Regions from separate parts of the Sus scrofa genome. Here region 1 is linked to region 2. Evidence: chromatin contacts called from public Hi-C data. All regions are on one chromosome and are shown on one strand. The core of a region is the stretch at or near the end of the contact, and the rest is flanking DNA. Distances in the headings are between cores, read along the strand shown.

The links. Hi-C and Micro-C count contacts between places; a contact is called where the count stands out from the background.
Region 1: a Hi-C map of epiblast stem cells shows a contact between it and region 2, with 4 times the contacts expected there. The contact joins the promoter of FAM60A here to the enhancer-like site in region 2. A contact is called at or near these places in 1 of 5 promoter capture datasets (liver), 6 of 47 Hi-C or Micro-C datasets (alveolar macrophages, embryonic fibroblasts, epiblast stem cells and 2 more) and 2 of 2 datasets of contacts at active chromatin or transcription factors (alveolar macrophages and skeletal muscle).

Annotation. Positions count from the first base shown.
Region 1 is chr5:42,928,142-42,934,641 of Sscrofa11.1, reverse strand. FAM60A (protein FAM60A) reads right to left here and starts at 4,197. Exons shown (of 6, transcript XM_021092101.1): 1 at 4,012-4,197.
Region 2 is chr5:42,877,141-42,883,634 of Sscrofa11.1, reverse strand. No RefSeq gene overlaps it. Among named protein-coding and RNA genes, the nearest start is that of FAM60A, 50 kb to the left of the region's middle. Within about 2 kb of position 3,389, at least 46 of the 83 cell types and tissues checked have an H3K27ac peak or open chromatin away from gene starts, as enhancers often do. A contact at or near this core is called in embryonic fibroblasts, epiblast stem cells and skeletal muscle, where this site is marked.

The sequences.
Region 1 (6,500 bases), core at 2,948-5,447, 50 kb before region 2:
CCCACCAAGGTTCTAGAATACACTATCTACTGAACTTTTTTTATCTTCAATCTCCTGCAAAAATAATGCAAAAAGGGAAGGCAGTGGAGTTCCCATGTGACTCAGTGCATTAAGGATCCAGCATTGTCACTGCTTGGCCAGGGCTGTGGTAGTGGTGTGGGCTGGATCCCAGGCCAGGAACTGCCTCAAGTCATGGGGTTGAGGGGGGGGCGGGGGGGAGAAGAGAGACCTTGTCTGTGTGTCTTTCCCATTCTCAACTCATTAACTTGATAAACCAAATCTCTGCTGCACAAATTATGAGATATTTAAAACTAAACCCATTAAGATCTATAAATTTTATTTGAAATTTTCCAGGATATTGAAATTCTAGCTGTAACTCAGCTATAAAACACTAAGAAAAACAAATCAAAGAGTGTGTTTGCAAAGCACCTCATGTGCATCTTAAATATCTGACGCAGAGAAATAACTGCCCAAAGGGAAGGCGTAAAGTTATTAAATCCAAAGTTTCTCAGTCTCTGAACAAGTTCTTTCTATTCACTTCAGAAATGTACTGTTACTAATATTGGTAGCCTCCAGATATTTGTAATTTGGTCAACCAAAACTTGGGAAAAATGTGTTTTGTAACAAAACAATGAAAGCACAAAACTGATTTCAATTTGTGTAGATGTTTTGGTTTGTGTGGGTGTGGCATCTAAGGATACTATGATTTTTCCATAATGATCACTTTCAGATTCTAAGCCTTAAATATGATCCAAATGCAGGAGAAATCAGGAAAGAAGCAACAGACGTGGTTCTGCTTATCGGATGTCTAGACTGCAGGCAAACCCCAAATACCAAAGAAGCATCCATGTGTCAAACCAGCATGATTTCTGAGCTATGCCTGGGGCCACATACCAAAAAAAAAAAAAAGTTAGCTTGAAAAGAAAATCTAAGAGGGGTAACCAGAAGGTCAACCCTGGTTCACAGGAACTAGGAAGCGGCTAGCAACGACAGCTAGCCATTACCCTGCCATGCCCTGAGCAGATTCCTCCCCAACCCCCAGAGAAAACCTCCAAGAAAGGCCTAACTGCTCTGAACCAGCTTCTTCAAGGTCATCCAAAGATAAGGCAGAGAAGGAACACTGAGCCAAGCGTACCTTGAGGGCCAAGGAAGATTTCCCCTATCCCCAAATCTTAACAGAAATTAAAAAAAAAAAAAAAAAAAAAAAAGCCATCGGGCTTTTCTCCAACTCCACCAGAATTTAATTTAGATTGAGCAACTAATAAATGTGTTCGGTTTTGCAACATAAATTATCAAAAGGCTTTTCGAGTCTGTCAAACTCCAGTTCAAAAACAGGTGTTTTCAGAGCACTTTGAATGACAAGGTCAAATTCACTTTTTTAATTATTAGAAGAGAAGGGAAGGCAGAATTTTCTTAACCTTCCTTAAGACAACATGCGTGACGGGTGGGGGGGAATAACTGCTGGGGAGAAACTGCCTCGCACCGGGCCCTTATCTGGCGAAACAGAAATTCCTAGTCTTCTGAGTGCCTGGAGTCATTGAATGTTAGAAGGAGAAATTAAAAACAAAGAAACCTACGAGGGTCAGAGTTTCTAGAGCAAACTCTGCACCGCCCTACCACCCCAAGAAGCCCCGCTACCCAAACAGCCCCCGCCCCTGCCGCCCCCCACCCCCCACGTAAACACACAAAGACAAGAGCTGCACCCACGATTCGCTCACAGTCCTCACTTCCCTTTGTAGGATAACGGCAGTCCCCAAACTTCCCCGCGGTGGTTTTTGGGTGTCGTCGGGGCTGAGTCCCCTGATCGTGCGGGCTGCGCACGGCTCGGCTGGGGTGGGGGGGCCCTCGCCGCGCTCGCGGGTTTCCCCGAAAGCAGTCAAACGCCTCCCGGTTCCCACTCCGGTGCTCCGCGGCCGCCCCAGGCTGCGCTTCCCCCCACATACACACACCCCGGCACGCGGCGACGGCCGACACAGAGACACCCAGGCAGCAAACAGAACCGCTCCCAGGCGGATCGGTGCGTAAACACAACTGCGGTCGGGAGGAAAGTTCCTGTGGAGAGCTGCCCGCCCGGGCGGGGGCGGCGGCGGCGGCGGCGGCAGCGGCAGCGGCGGGAACCGAGCGCGTCCCTCGCTGCCGCCTCCCTCACCTGCGCCGGAACAACGGGCCCTGCGCCCGCCCGCCCACCCGGCCGGCCCGGCGCCTCCCGCAGGCCGCGCCTCCCGCACGCCGCGTTGCCGGGGCTTGTTCCTCCTCATGGCTTTGCCCTGACGTAATTCAAACATGGCAACAGTTCGACTTCAAAGGCGGATCCACAGACCTCCCAGACGCAGGCGCCGGTCCCGGGGAGCTGGCCGAGCCCTCGGTCGTCGCAGCAGCCAGCGCCCGGGCTCCAGCGCGGGGCCCCTCGGCTGCCGCTGGCCGCGCGGAAGCACGCTGCCTCTCCGCACACCCGCACCGCGCACTAGTAGCGCCGCGAAAGTTTCCCCGCGAGAGGCCGAGGGACAAAAGCCCCTTCCGAAACTCGCCCGAACTTCGGGGGGCCAGGCCTGCACGGCCCTCCGCCCGGCGGCCGCCCAGAGCGCCCGCCGGGCCCGCAACAGCACATGCGGCTCTTTGTTTTCTGTCCAGCTGGGCGCTGCCTACGTGCAGCAGGAGGGACGTGGGATTGTTTCTCTGAGGGAGATACTAGACGATCGCCCAGGGGAAGGGGCCGGACCCCACGTCCCAAAAGTCCGGGGCCGGTCCTGCCGTCCTCCCCTAGCAGCGGGGCCATTTAATCAAAGTTTTGCAATGTCCTTGATGAGAAACGCCCGGATTCCCCGCCCTGCACCGGCCGAGAGTTGGCGACTTTCACTCTGCTTTTGAAACTGGCAAGACGCCATCATCAGCAAGTCACATTGTCCTGCCGGCCGGCCCCGACAGCACCCGCATCTCCCGGCTGACCGCGAGCCAGAGGCTCAGCCGGACCTGGGAGCAAACCCGGGTCGCAGCCCCAGCACGTGGTCTGTCACGCTCGGCACAAAAAGCAGTGCCCTCCTGAGTTCCCGCACTCCTCCGGCGCAGACAACGCCGCTGCCTCCATCCCCAAGTCAACTTGACTCCGACTGGCCATCTTAAGCCGTACACCGTGGCCCTAGAGAGCGCCGCGGCGCCCAAACCACGCTACAGGTGAATAAATTGCGGACCAAACTTGAGGCTCCAGACACCCCGAACGCCTGCGCTGCCTGGGCGCGGCCCTGGGGAGAAGCGTTTCAGAGCCGGGGCCGCTTCCGAGCGGCCGCGTGCTGCTCATTGTCGCATCCGCATCCCTCCGGAGTTGGGCGGACAACGCCACCCGCATGCACTCCGGCCATGCCGGCACCAAGCCGAAAGGCCAATTTAAACCTCCTCCGCCGGCCAGCTCACAAGTAGACGCAACTTAGTTTTCGAGCGAGGGGCATTCATTGTCCACACTCATCTAAACACGCGCCGGGGGTGGGGGGGCAAGAAACTCAACCACGAGGTCCAACAACGGCGCCCGGCCACTCCCGGGCGCGCGCCCACGCGGGTGCACCGACCCAGGGCCCCTCGGCAGTCGCCAGCAACTCGTTTTCTCTCGGGCCTTTCAGCCACCAGGCTCCTTTTCGCCAGCGAGCACTGCGGCTGAGAAAAGTCATTGTCACCTTCAATGTGGACCCCTCAACTCCGGCGACTCCTCACTCTTCCAGGCTTCACTCACTTCCCCCACCCCAAGACTTTCGGTTTGCCTCAAATACCCTCCCCAATTAAAAAGGACACACTAAACATGCAGATACAAAGAATCTGGGGTCTGAGGACCACGAAAACCGCGCTCCAAGCAATGCCATCTCCAAGACAAAACTTCCTGTGTGCGTATATGAATGTGTGCGTGTGTGTCTGTGGAAGGACTGGGGGAGGTGGTGAGGTGAGGTGAAAAGAGAAAAAAAGCCACTCCGAAATCAAAGCCTCCTGAGACAGTTTTGCACCGCAGTAATGGTTAGAGTCACTCACCTTCCAGAAGCAACCGTTCCACGCGCAATAATGTTTCAGAGGTGGGGAGTGCACGCCAAGCCAACCCACGCTCCAATCGCTCCCTCCTCCTCAACTGCCTTGTCTAGAAAGATTGTCTCCTGCAGTTCTGCAGTTGCCACGGCTGGCGGGGAAGGTGTAGATTCCGCTTTCCTTCTGCGCACGCGCAGCTCCTGGTACAAAATTCTCCTGAATCGAACTTATTTGCATACGGGCGCGCGCGCGTCGAGGGCTGGGAGGGGAGAAGGCCCGGCGGCCGCGCGCGCTCCCGAGGCCTCTATTGTCCTTTTAAGGGGAGAAGCGCCGCGGCGCGGGAAACGCGGCGGCCACAGGGAAACGGGGGCGGGGACTGCTTACTACGGTGACGTCACGTAAACAAACGCCCCCTGGCTGGAGGCCCAGGCTAAGGGGGAGTGGCGAGAGGGGAAAGGCGGAAAGGTTAGCAACCCAGGGAGAACACTGGGCTGCGTGTCGTACTTTACACTCGGAAGCTTTTCGCGCACACCGTTTCGCGTTGAAAAATAGTTTTGAAGGCTGTTTTTGCAAAATTTTCACATCTCTGCCCAGTGTCTGAACTGAAGTGGCAGGGGAGGTGGTCTTCCAAGCGCCCAGATTGAATTAATACTTCTCCCATGTTTCCTAAGTTTTGCTTGAAAAAGGGTTTTTGAATCTTTTTTTTTTTAAATTCTCTGAGGCCAACGGAGATTTGTCTTTCTTGCAGTTTTAATGAGTCGTTTAATAAAGTCCCATTTTGACATTCTGTTCATTCACCAGCTCCCGTCTGCACTCCTCAAAGAGTAACCCACTCCATAATAATTCAGTTTTTTTCTCCACTTTGGCCTTAAGATTTCAAGCCTGTTGCAGTTGAAGAGTTGTTAATTTCCGTGGGAATAGTGTCGCTTTTCTTTTATAGTGGAAAGCCAGTAATCTAGGGACACACATCCCACCTCCAGCTGCTAGTAAAGGGTGATCCAATCACCCAGAAATAATACCACCAACTGGTGGTCTTGGGAATTGAAAAAGTTGCCGGTGAAATGCAGAGTTTCCCTTATGGAATATGTAATAAACCAACAATCTAAATGCTTCTTGCCCCAGAAGAGAAAAAAAAAAAAAAAAACTGAAGAACTGAAGTAAATCTCAGACCAATAAGTGAAAAATGGAAAAAAAATAATTGTGGTACACCTTTATTCCAAGAACACATCTAACACCAACAGGCTGAGACACTGATTTAATGACAGACATGGGGAGACAGGAAGGATGTTTTTCCCAGAAACTTGATATTGGTCCCAAGATGCAAAAGTGTGGACATTAACCATAAAACTTAATCATCTGCTGACAAGTTTCACTGCTTTCACTGTAGTGTCAACAATGTGGACTTAGATATTTCTGATGCAAATCAAAACCACTTTGAGATACCACCTTACACTGGCTAGAATGACCATCATTAAAAAGTCTACAAACAGGAGTTCCCGTTGTGGCTCAGTGGTTAACAAATCCCACTAGGAACCATAAGGTTGCGGGTTCGATCCCTGGCCTCGCTCAGTGGGTTAAGGTCCCGAGTTGCCATGAGCTGTGGTATAGGTTGCAGACGCAGCTCAGATCCAGTGTTGCTGTGGCCCTGGTGTAGGCCGGTGGCTACAGCTCCGATTCGACCCTTAGCCTGGAAACCTCCATATGCCAAGGGAGTGGCCCAAGAAATGGCAAAAGGACCAAAAAAAAAAAAAAAAAAAAAGTCTACAAACAATAAATGCTGGAGAGGGTGTGAAGAAAAAGGAACTCTATTACACTGTTGGTGGGATTGTAATTTGGTACAACCACTGTGGAAAGCAGTATGGAGATTCCTCAGAAAACTAAAAACAGAATTACCATTTGATCCAGCAATCCTTCTCCTGGGCATCTATCCAGAGAAAAACCATGACTCGAAAAGATACATGTGCTCCAATGTTCATTGCAGCACTGCAGTATAATAGCCAAGACATAGAAACAACCAAAATGTCCATCGACAGAGGACTAGATACAGAAGATATGGTACATGTACACAATGGAACATTACTCAGCCATTAAAAGGAAAGAAATAATGCCATTTGCAGCAACATGGATGGACCTAGAAATTATCATGCTAGGTGAAGTCAGTCAGACAGCAAGACATCAACATCATATGGTATCACTTACATGTGGAATCTAAAAAAAAGACACAATGAACTTCCTTGCAGAACAAATACTGACTCACAGACTTTGAAAAATGTATGCTTTCCAAATGAGACAGGTTGGGGGGTGAGGGGATGTGCTGGGGGTTTGGGATGGAAATGTTACAAAATTGGGTCATGATGATCGTTGTACAACTATAAATGTAGTAAAATAGAGTAATTAAAAAGAAATATCAAACTGAAAAAAATAAATAGATAGATATTTCTGAAATGCTAATTTAATGCAAAAGCCAGTTCCTGGTACACACACGATGAACCCACTTC
Region 2 (6,494 bases), core at 2,140-4,639:
AGGCCATCTTGGTTGCTTCCTAAATGGTGGCTTTAAATGGATGGGTCGTTTATCCCCAGCTTTCTGTGAATAAATTGGTAGACCCTTTCTCTGAAATACAGAGGACAAAACATGGCTAGGAACTTAATATTTGAGAAATAGTGAGTTTCTGGCACATCCAAGAGGAGATGCTCAGTAGGCAGCTGAAATGTGGGCAATTGGAGAGCTGCCCAGAAAAATAGTGAGAGATGCAGATTAGGGTGTCCTAAGCACCCAGGTGCCGATTGTGGGAGTGGATAATAGGGCACCAGATTTCCAGGACTCCCTGAGCAGCAACAGCATTTTGAAAGACAGTACAGGAAGGAAAGCCAATGGTCATTCACCAAAGAAAGCCCAAATGTGCTGCCAGAAAGGAAAACCAGGAGTGGAGGGAACCAGAAAGAACAGGAGGCAGTGAGAGTGTCAGGTAAGGACTGCAGAGCCCAGGGCTTTGAAGCCTGGGGCAGGTGGGGAGGGAGGTGAAAAGGAATGTTTTCCAGAAATGCAGAGCATTACTTAATATCTTAGAAGTTAAAGCTGCTGCTTCCAAATTTCATTAAAGGACAAAGAAAATTGATAAACGCTTAGACATCAGCTCCCCCAAATTGGTCTTTCTTGCAACAATTTAAGAATCACTTGGGAGGCTTTTCAGAAATACCGGTTTGAAGATGTGTCCCAGCCCTATAAAACAAGTCTCCCAAAAGGGAGGTAGAGACAACTGTAGGTTTTTTAGGTTTATTTTTTGTTTTTTAAAGCCACCAAGTGATTTTTGAAGTGTGACGAGATTTGGAAATCACTCATTTAAACAAACCTCTAACAACTCCTGGTTCATATTTGGCTTAAGCCCTTTTTGAAGAATTAAAGTGGCAGGAAAATTTGTAGATTGCTGAGCTATGAGAAGCTGATTGCTAAATTTAAAAGTTTCATAGGAAATTTAAAGCAATCAGGAAAAGAAACTCCCCTACAAAGTTTAAAAACAGCAACTAGAAAACACATCTTGTTTGTTTATTATGAACAAAATGCTCCAGTTTTCTTGCGGTGCAGTGGGATCTGGCATTGTCAATGCAGAGGCTTGTATCACTGCTGTGGTTCGATCCCTAGCCTAGGAACTTCCACATACCGTGGACAAGGTAAAAAAAAAAAATTTTTTAAGAAAGAAAATGCTGAGAACAGTAATTAGGATTATAAATTTAGTTGAGAGTAAATGAGAGCTAGATTAGTAACTAAAACTGCCTGTAAACACTTGTACAATGGTTATCCTCCTGGATGTGGTTTGCAAAAGAACCCAGTGGATATCTGAAGAGCAGGGGACCTGTTCCAGGCTCTGCCTGGGTGAGAAGTCCTCATTGTTTCATAAGCCAAGAAAAATTCCCCAGCTCACCGCTGCCTCCTCGCTGGAAAAACCCGGAAGCTCCCTTCTCAGCACTCCTAGAGCACAGCCTGGACTGTCTGGCTGCCCCCCACTTCCTTAGCACTTTCCTTTGTGCCTGGCAGTTTAACTTTGAGCCTCAGAAGTCCATTAAAACTCCCTTGCGGGTCCTTGGGGGACCACTGGCCTTTGTAAGCTCCACAACCAAACAGCAGCCTTGCACGAATTCTCGGGAGCCCTCCTTAGGGCCCCTCCAGACTGGCAGAGACCCCAGGGATTTACTTCCCACCTTCTGGAAATACAACTCAAAGCTCACCACTCACTCCTCCCCTTTCCCCAGGATTTTACATTGAAATCATCCCCCCCCATCCCACCCCGTTTTTACCTTTTCTTGCTGTCCTTAAGGATTTGTATACTAGTTTTTCATTTGTTTTTAGGACATGAACTTCTCACCAGGAAATGAAAATCACAGAGAAAGTAGTAAGTCACAGCTCCCCCTCCCTAGCTCAGGGGAAGCCTCGCTGGCAAGGCTCAGACGTTTACATCTTCAGGTCAAATTGTTCCAAACAATAGGTGCCCTTAGGTTTCCCCTTACTGGGCAGAATGTACCCAAATTCACTGGTTTCCTACCCCACACGGGATTTCTCTGGGGTTTTTAGAGGGTTTCTTTAAATTAGTTCAATCTTAATCTAATTAGCCCACAAAGAGATGCACATAAAATATTATTTCTCTCCTATCAAGATGGCAAAAAAATTAAAATGGAGCTTGACAATACCCTGTTTGAGCCATCTTGCTGGGAAGCTGATACAGTCTTGCACCACTGGAGGGGTTCCGAATCAAGAGTCTTAAATATGTGCATACCCTTCCCAGTAATCCCATTTCTAGGAAAATATCCTAAGGAAATAATCAAGAGAGGCCATCAATGATTCATGAACAAAGCATATTCACTGCAAAGCCACAACTGAGAAAAACTGGAGAGGACTTACTTGCCTCCCAGGTAGGGTTTAGCTCCACAACTCCTCCTACAGCTCAGTGATGAAAGGAGGCGCCTCCAGCCTTGCAGTCATCCAGGCGGCAAAGGCTTACTAGGTACCTACTCGGCATCAGGCACTTGGCTGGGTAAACAAAACAGCTAAGTCCCCAGCCCCCGTGGAAGTTGCACTCACTAGAATTCACGATCTCGTAAAACAGTTTTTAAGTTGTTCACATTATGCTTTTCGGGCCGAGGCCGGTTACACACTGTATCACCCCCTCCTCTCTCATCTCCTGCCAAAAGCAATTACCAGTTCCGAACCCTTTTCCCTTCAGTGGCTCTCTCCAGTCTCCCTAGACCTCTTCATTCCTTTTCCAAGGCAGATCCTAAGGCTCCGAGGTAACCTGATAACAGCGGGAAGAACACCAACATGGAAGTCTTCCGATTGGTTTCTAGTTCCAGGAAGTTGCCGTCTTCAGGCAAATCACATCACCTCCGGGTCTGTTTCTAACCAGAATAAAGAAAGAAAGGGCTGGACCAGTCTTCTGGGTTCTCTGAGTCCAATCATCTTTGGCTCTGTGAAAGAACCATCCATAGATGAGAGAGTCTTAACCCGCCGTTCAAGGGAGCGGGAGACCGAGACCCCCAGCCCCCAGGAACTGCGCATTTCTGGCTGGAGGAGGGGCTGGGAGGCTGGGCCCGGGGCCCTTCACCCATCCAGTGTTTTCCTGAAAGGGCAGTGGGACGGTCTCCATTTTCACTGCTGCAGAAGACAGGAACTCGGGTCATTATAGTAGTTGGTTTATTGATTACCAACTGGGAGACAGATAAATAAACAGAGTTGCAGAAGTTTACACATGATCTTAGAATATGCTGGAGGCTCCTCCTTTCATTTAGGACCCCCTTCCTGCCGGCCCTTGTCCCCTACTGTGCTCTTCTGCTTTGAAAAGGGCAGTCAGAAAGAATCAATCCTTGTCCTCACCTCAGAACGAGAGAGCAATTTGCAACTCAGAAGAGCAGTTGGACTTTGACCCTTGCAGTTAAGAGCTGCTCTGAGAAATTTCCTGTGACCTGTTGAAGTTTGCTGCGTCGAAGCAGTAAGGAGTTTTGACATTAATGTCGATTTAAATCAGGAGTAAAAAAGGCGGTTCAGCGTCAGGGTTCTACCAGCTCCTTGAAATTGTGCATAAAAGTGAGTTTGTGTGTATGTCTGTAGGCACATTTTACTAGAGAATGTTCACAGCTTTCCTTGGATTCTCAAAGGGACTTACGAGCTGCCCAAAGATTCAAGTTGCTTCAAGTGACAAGTGGGTGCTAGTAAGGGGGAGCTGGGGTGCGAGTCCATGGGAGTGGAAGAGGGAGAAGGAAAAGTGGGGGAGGAGGTATTCCAGTAAAGACTTCACAAAACAGCAGGACTATGGCATGGGTAGCATTTCTTGTGCTCTTACTCTATGCCAGGTATGGTTCTAGACTAAAATATACAAGGACTGGTTCATTCGTATATCAACTTTATGATGTAAATAAGATTATTGTTTTGGCTTTGTAGAGTTGCTCATTTAATAAATATTTACCATGTATCAGGCACTGTTCCCAGAGCTGGGGATATAGTAGGTAATGAAACAGTCGAAAATACCTCCTTTGTGGAGCTTACATTCCTGTGGGGAGATAAATAAGGAAACCAGGTTTGCAGAGATAAACAAGTGATAAACAAGGGTCTTCAGCTAGTAAGCAGTAGAGATTTGAACCCAGGTGGTATGGCACTAGAAGCTGCTTTTTGTTTGTTTGTTTGTTTTATAAGGAATAGATAATAACGTTGAACAGTTGAAAACTAAAAAATTCTTTGCCACAAAAAATACCAAAAATTAAAATGAAAAGTGAGAAAATATTAACATTTCGTAGAGCAAAGGATAGCTCAAAAATATTTTTAGATAAGTCAAAACCAAAAATACACATTAAAAATGAATATGCAGGAGTTCCCGTCATGGCGCAGTGGTTAATGAATCCGACTAGGAACCATGAGGTTGCGGGTTCGGTCCCTGCCCTTGCTCAGTGGGTTAACAATCCGGCGTTGCCGTGAGCTGTGGTGTAGGTTGCAGACGTGGCTCAGATCCTGTGTTGCTGTGGCTCTGGTGTAGGCCGGTGGCTACAGCTCCGATTCGACCCCTAGCCTGGGAACCTCCATATGCCGCGGGAGCGGCCCAAGAAATAGCAAAAAGACAAAATAAATAAATAAATAAATAAATAAATAATGAATATGCAAAGATTACTAAAATAACTCAGAAGAGGAAATATATATGATCAATAATGTTGAATACTGGCTTCCTGAATTATGATTACAACATTTTGTTTAGGGAGTTCCCTGGTGGTCTAGTGGTTAGGATTCAGCATTTGTACTGCTGTAGCAAACCCCCCCCCACACACACGGAAACAAACAGAAAGTCTGTTTATTGCTTGCCCAGTAAGGTAGAGCTTTACATTTGACAGCTTCTTAGTAAACATCAGAGGGCAAAGGGTGGAATCTGGATATTTACTGAGAATTTGGAGACTAGCCTTAACCAGGTCTTAACCCACTGCACCATGGTGGGAACGCCTCAATTAGACTTTTAAGAAACCTTGAGACACATCATTGACATTCAACAAATTTCACATACTTAAGGTATACAGTGTTAAGTTTTGACATGAGTCAGGAAACTATCTCTACAATTAAGATTATAAATATATTTGTCACTTCCAAAGGTTCTTTGTGACTGTCATTCTGCCCCTAGCCTCCATCTCCAAGCAGCAACAGTCACTGCACATTATTTGCATTTTTTGTTTGAATTTATACAAATAGAATTCTATAGCATGAATTTATTTTTTGCCTGCTCTTTTTACTCAGAATAATTGTTTTGAAATGCATCTATGTTATATGTATCAAATGTTTGCTCCTTTTTATTGCTGAGTAGTATTCCATTGTATATCACAAATTATTTATCCACTCATCTGTATAGGGTTGCTCCTGAGGCATATGGTGGTTCCCGGGCTAGGGGTTGAATCAGAGGTATAGCCACGGGCCTACACCACAGCCGCAGCAAGATCTGAGCCGCATCTTCAAACTATACCACAGCTCACGGCAGTGTCAGATCCTTAACCTGCTGAGCGAGGCCAGGGATTGAACCTTCGTCCTCATGGATACTAGTCAGATTCATTTCCGCTGAGCCACGGCGGGAACTCATGTCCATTCATCTGTAATGCCAATTGGGTTGATTCGTTTTTGGCTATTGCAAATAAAACTGTGATTAATATTCACATACAAGTATTTGTGTAGACATATGCTTTTACTTCTCTTCAGTAATTAATTACCTTAGAATGACTGGATTATATGATAGGTGTATGTCAAACTTTAAAATTTTTTTTCTCTTTTTTTTTTTTTAGGGCTGCACCCGTGGCATATGGAGGTTCCCAGGCTAGGGGTCTAATTGGATCTGCAGCTGCCGGTCTATACCACAGTTACAGCAGTGCAGGATCCAAGCCACATCTGCCCTATACCACAGCTCAAGGCAATGTGGGATCCTTAACCCACTGAGCAAGGCCAAGGATTGAACCCACAACCTCATGGTTCCTAGTTAGAATTGTTTCTGCTGCTCCACAGTGGGAACTCCCCAAATTTTGTATTTGTATGTAATTATTCTTTTTTTAATTTTTTTTATTTTTGGCTGCACTCACAGCATGTGGAAATTTCTGGGCCAGGGATAGAATCCCAGCCATAGCAGCAACCAGAGCTGCGGTAGTGACATTGCCAGATTCTTAACCTTTTGTGCCAAAAGGGAACTCCTATTTTTATTTTTAATTTAATTTTTTTTAAGGGCTGCACCCACAGCATATGAAAGTTCCCAGGCTAGGGGTCGAATCGGAGCTATAGCTGCCAGCCTACCACGGCCACAGCATGTGGAAGTTTCCAGGCCAGAGATTGAACTCATCACAGCAGGGGCCAGATCCATGGCAGTGATAACACCAATCCTTAACCTGCTGAGCCACAAGGGAATCCTATGTCAAAGTTTTTAAAAAGTCATCGAACTGTTTTCCAAAGTAGATGTACTATTTTCCATTGCTCTCAGCAGTACATGAGAATTTCATTTGCTCTACGTCCCCACC